2 separate regions of the Mus musculus genome follow, and region 2 is linked to region 1. Evidence: chromatin contacts called from public Hi-C data. All regions are on one chromosome and are shown on one strand. Each heading gives the region's core, a stretch centred on a gene start, on an enhancer-like site or on the middle of the called end of the contact. The rest is flanking DNA. Distances are from core to core; before and after follow the strand shown. Region 1 has its middle 760 kb from the start of Gm30774. Region 2 has its middle 940 kb from the start of Gm39038.

The links. Hi-C and Micro-C count contacts between places; a contact is called where the count stands out from the background.
Region 2: a contact with region 1 is called in a Hi-C map of the N1E-115 cell line, with 4 times the contacts expected there. The contact joins two enhancer-like sites.

What each region holds. Positions count from the first base shown.
Region 1 is chr7:77,131,564-77,134,451 of GRCm38.p6, reverse strand. No RefSeq gene overlaps it. Among named protein-coding and RNA genes, the nearest start is that of Gm30774, 760 kb to the right of the region's middle. Within about 2 kb of position 1,266, at least 86 of the 459 cell types and tissues checked have an H3K27ac peak or open chromatin away from gene starts, as enhancers often do. A contact at or near this core is called in the N1E-115 cell line, where this site is marked.
Region 2 is chr7:77,631,605-77,634,506 of GRCm38.p6, reverse strand. No RefSeq gene overlaps it. Among named protein-coding and RNA genes, the nearest start is that of Gm39038, 940 kb to the left of the region's middle. Within about 2 kb of position 1,561, at least 10 of the 459 cell types and tissues checked have an H3K27ac peak or open chromatin away from gene starts, as enhancers often do. A contact at or near this core is called in the N1E-115 cell line, where this site is marked.

The sequences.
Region 1 (2,888 bases), core at 17-2,516:
CTTGAAAAAGTTTGCAAATGAGATGATGAAAATCACAGATCCATTTCTAACTTAATTTGAAGAAAAATGCATAAAAGTAAATTTGCCTCTGGGGTGGGGTTGGGAAATAACATGGGAAAACAGGCATCTTTGTCCCTAAACAACATTCTTTACAATATTATTGGTCTCTGGGGGGAAATGGAGACAGTAAGTATACATACTATAGATACTAAGTTGGTCTCTTTAGCAACCACTCAACATGCATTGGTGGGTAGTGCCACTGTTGGTGTATCATCTTAATATGGGATAACCAGAGTGACTTGATCCCAAAAGTCTCTGGGAGTTGATAAGATCTAACCCACAAATGGATTGATGATAAGGATTTCTGCCAATGTCTTATCATTTCTAAAGTATTATAAAGTTGATCTCTAATGTTTTAGAAACAAAGTATTCAAACTTCCTCTACCTGCTTAGGATTCCTTGAAGGTCTCACCTGTTTTCATCCAAATTAAACAATCTCATATTTTATCTACTTCAGATATCTTTAGAGCTTAGCTGTTTGGAGCTCAAGGAAACTAATTGGAGAGTTCAAAGGCTAGACATGAGACGATGTGAGATTACCCACCCCAAATAAGACACAATCTAGAAGTAAATATTAGACATTGTATTTTCATGTTACATAGGATGTTTCAGAGGCTCTTGATTCCCCAGCCACACTGGGAGACTTTCTTCCTTTCCTTTCTGCTAGTGTACACCTCCAAATATTTAATGTACATTATTGTCTGATTCACAGAAGGTTTCTTTGGCCTAGTCATGCTCACATTTGCATATACCTAAATGTATACAATGGAATGGGGAAGGAGAGTCTCCTCCAGGTCTGAATCTACAGCTTTGGAAACTGAGACCTGGATGAACTTAATAGGGCTTATAGAGAGAATTGGTCCAGTTTCCCCTGTGGTTGTTAAATGTCTGCTGCTTCTTCGCATACCACATGAAAGTGCAGACTGGTTTGAGTATGAAACAGACCCAACAGCTATGAGCTCCCTTTCCTGAAACCTCTTGCACACGTCCTGCCCCAAACAGTCAGATCTGAAAGTCGTTTTGGATTAAAATGCGGTGTGTGCTTCAGAAAGGCAAAGAGGAAGCTGGGCCCCAAATGCTGAGAGACGAGGTCGAGGAGGGCAGCTGGCCTGGGTCCAGGATGCGGCCAGAGACAGGGGAAGGACTGTGTAAGAGCTCTTTCTTTGAACAACCAACAAAAAGACAGCTAGAAGGAAGGGGCCAACTATGCCACAGAAAGGAAATGGACCAGAGAGAGAGGGAGCGAGCGGCCACGCCTCTGCTCAGCCCTCTTCCTCCTTCCCCCAGGGTGGCATCAAACACATCACTAACTATGATTTGAATTCTAAGAGTCCAGCCACCTAACCAGCCAATCAACAGAGATGAAAATGAATTTGATTCTTCTCTATCCTGTTCACAAGTTTGCTGACTCAAGTCCGCGCTCTGTTCTTTCTTTCTGTTTATGTTGTCACTTGGTTTCATTATTTATTTTTAGCCCCAATTTCGGAAGCTCTTATTCTGCTGGGTATTGGCAAGGTGTCAAGGGCATCACTCTCAGCTCTGAAAGGATCATTGTCCAGCTCTGGACTCCATCCTCTCCAGACAGAGAAGCAGTGTGAGTTGCCTCATGCTGCCTCTTCACTGGCCCAGCCAGTCTGCAGTCTCTGAGTAGCGGTCTCTGCAGGGCATCCAATGCCATGCTTGTGAATGGTAGAAATGTTAGTGATGTTTGCTTTCATCTGATCTAGGTCCTCGGTTTTCAATGGGGAAACTGAGACCTAGAGAAACGAAAGTCCATCCATGAAGTAGCATGCCAATATCATGACATCTTGGCTTTCAAAACTCCCCGTTGAACAACGCTACTTACTTAGTTTCGCCGAAATGCCTGCCCCATTTTGAGTCTGGCTATCATTGTTTTTTCTGGATTCCCAATTTCCTTGTGACCATGAAAAAAATAAATCAAACAAAATGGTAAGAACATCCGTGGGACTGCGTTTCATGGTGCCCACTTTCTCTTTGTCATTGCCTCTTTTCCCTTAAGAAACAGAACTTACTTTTTTTTTTCTTTCTAATTTTTGTTTCCAGTGAGCCAGGAGCACTGAGCTAGTGTGTCTTGCCTGTTAGGACAGGCTGCAGTCGCAATGAAAGGACATGCTTCAGTTCCCAGGACGATGGTCTCTTTGACTGGGAATATACCGACCACTATTACAAGTATGCGAGAGTAAACAAGGCTAGAGTCAATCTCAACTTGTTTTACACTCTGTTTTATTAAAGTCAATGCGTTTCCGTTTCTATGTGCTGAGCCTCAGCTGGCTTAATTATACATACCCAGGCGAATTCTAATGGGGACAGAGGACAGCCAGTGATTGGAAAGCAAGGCCCTTTTCTGACCTCTACAGGCCATGGAGAGAAAAAGAAACAAGGCTGCTTCTGGAAATTAGAGATTAGGAAAGAGGATGCTTTTTTTTTATTATTTTATTTTTTTCTGGATGCTTCTTTACTGCTGTAAGTACCAGACACATGTGTGTCCTACTTTTGTACAGCGTGTCTATCTGTGTTTAATAGGTTACTGCAGCAACCAGGAAGAGGTCAGTTTTCAGGAGGTTTTTGCAATGGAAATTACGGTCTCCATCATTCAATACATATTTAAAGTAAGCCCAACACATGTTCACCACTGGTAACAAATAATCTATTTTTTTTTTCAGAAATTACAGTCTGATGGGAGGATGTAAGAGCTCACAGCAGCACCATGCAGATTTCGTCAGGACAATATGGGAATTTAGAAACTATAGGAGACTTCCTGGAGGAAAGGACATTGAAGCATATGGGGCTTGGGGTTTTGCTCAGAG
Region 2 (2,902 bases), core at 312-2,811, 500 kb before region 1:
ATTTAGCTGGAAAAGGCAAAAATAGAGATGTAGATAACATCAAGGACTGTGCTCCTCTAGCAAACAGATATAGAAATTTAGGATGCTATGGAGAAACACACACACACACACACACACACACACACACACACACACACACACACACTACTCTGATTGGGCTCTAAGGAAAATCATTCTCAGAGTAGACTGAGTCTAGTTTATATAGGATTTAAGGGGAAATAGTGGGAGAAAAGTTCAAGATTGCAGGAGTTATTTTTATCCTTTCTATGACAAAATACCAGAGAAATAAGCAACCTATGGAGAGAAGGGATTTTTAAGGTTCATACTTTGAAGAGAAAGGCTTGGCAGAAAGAGCTTGAGGGAGTTAGTGACACTGCATCTGCAGTGTGAAGGAAGACAGCAATTAGGGCTGGTGTTCAGCCCACTTCCTCCTTGATGCTTAATCTTAGACCCCAGCACAAGAAATGGTGCTATTCACATGCCCACATTTATAGTGAGATTTACCAGCACTATTGACCATATCTAGAAAAATTCCTTAAAGGTATGCCCAGGTATTTGTTTCATACTAGATGATTCTAGGTCCTGTTCAGTTGATAATATCAACAATGACAGAAGGTATAAGAGACATAATTGCCAGTGTACTTGAAATTACAGCAAGTAAAGGGGGAAGGTTATGGATGCTTCGGAGTACTGAAAATTGAGACCAAAAAGGACTCTATTGTAGCACTGGACCAAAGGGATGAGTAAGGTCTGCAATCTGAGTGTTTCCTTTAATACAAAAAGGAATAGGGAACTAGTGGATTATAGGCAGGCGATAGTGAAAATCAGATTGTCCTGGGCTTACAGCTGCATGTCATGTCCTCATGGATTTCTGTGGATGGGAACCAGGATCAAACAAATTAGGCAAGGAGTCGATGTCCACCTGCATAAGTATGGCTCAAAGGTAGCAGTGGTGGCTTTACTGTGTGTGCAGGACTCCCTTTGAAACTTTGAGCACCAACTGAAGAGTTTTGAAGAACTTGGTTACAGCTTCCTGCACACAGAACCTTCTTAGCACTTGTCAATGGAGTGTGAATAAATTCTTGGGAAGCTTCATTGACTAATGAAGTTGGGTGCCCATTGATTGACCTTTCTGCTGGTGGGTTTTAATGCTGAAAGTTTTCATGCTGTGGTTAAATATACTTCACAGCTGGCTGTTTTGCACTGGGAATCCTTTATGGAGGAGAAGCGCCACTGGCAATCCATCAGAAGCATGATTTTGTTGTACCAGGCATGTGTTTAAACAGACCCCTAGGGCAGTGGCCATAAGAAAACAAAGACTTCTCTTGCCACTGAATGCCAGGCTTCAGACTTTCACATGTAGTCCAGGCCTAGAACTCCTTTGGTCTCTAAGCACTCTGATTCCTGGGGATATGGCAATGTCATTCATTGTTTCTTGGCTGTCCTTGTAGGCTCACTGTCACTTCTTTCTGAGGGTAGCAAATAGCTGACTCTGAGGGAGTCTAGTGCCCTGTGTTTACTGCTCATGCTAATTTGGCTCTGCTGTCAAAGTGTCTGCAGTTTCTGCTGCTCTGCAGGCTGGAAATACACAGCTAGATGCCTGGGAGATGACAAGCAGAAACATTAGACAGGCCATGCAATGAAGCTGTAAATGGGAGGAGAGTAGATGGGGAACACTGACAAGTGGCAGAGAGAGAAAAGTGACAGAGAATGAATTCCCTAGGGGACAATTAGTGAAATATGCCCCAGTGAAACAGCAGCCCCGAGTTCCAAAGACAATTCTCAATTAAGTCCTCAGATGGTTGGCTGCACAGAGTTGATGAATTGGTTTATTCCTCATCACTATCTACAGAGTATCTTCAAACACCCCCATCCCCATCTGTTTCATTAACAAATTAACTTAAATCCACAATGCTAGCAAAGAAACAGAGTGGCTGCTCTATGACAAGCGATCAAAATCCATTCTTGGAACCATCCTCATGGAAGGCTATGCAGGGACTAGAGCTGAAGAATCAAAGGGGTTTTAAGGAGGACTTTTGCTTTGAGGTTTCATTTCATTTCACTGCAGAAAATAAAAGTGCAAGAAGAAGATTAGAGAAAAATAAATAAACAGATTGCATTATCATCCTTTGTCATCCTGCAAAGGCTTTAAGGAGATTCTGGCCATATGATATCTTTGACCTGGTAAGTGAAGATTTACAAAGATATTTTAACAGAATATACTCTGGCCAATTTCTCCTTATCTTTATGCAAGAATGAGTAGAGGGAGAGATCAGAAGTCACAAGCGCCAGCTATGTTGTAGTCTAAGGCTTAAAGGTTAAAGGCTTTGGATAAGAGCCAAATAGGCATGTATAGTATCTTTGTTTCTGTCTTAATCCTTCTCATCAATAAGGAAGAATTGATGGTTTTGTTTGGTGCTGCTAAGAAATGGCGTGAAAAATGAAACATGAATTCATGGCTTGGCAAGACGAAAGTTCTAGGCAAGCAGTGGAGTTAGGTGAGAGTTAGTAAAAAAAAAAAAAACAATGGGGAAGGAGAAACTAGAGACAGAGACAACTCAGAATATACGAACCAACACTAGAGATCTCTATCCTTCAACAAGCATGCTAAGGCAATGTGTGCGTGGACATACAAAAGGTCTTAACATGCTAAAGGTTGTCTGGTTGCTGATGAGAGGTCTCTAGGAAGAAGAGTGGGAGAAAGTGGTGGTGCAGGATTCTACCTCACACCAGCCAGAATGGCTAACATCAAAAACTCAGGCAACAGCAGATGCTAGCAAGGATGCAGAGAAAGAGGAACACTCTTCCATTGCTAGTTACAAATGCAAGTAATGGCACAGCCACTCTGGGAAACAATCTGGCAGTTCCTCAGAAAATTGGAAATAGTTCTACCTGAGGATGC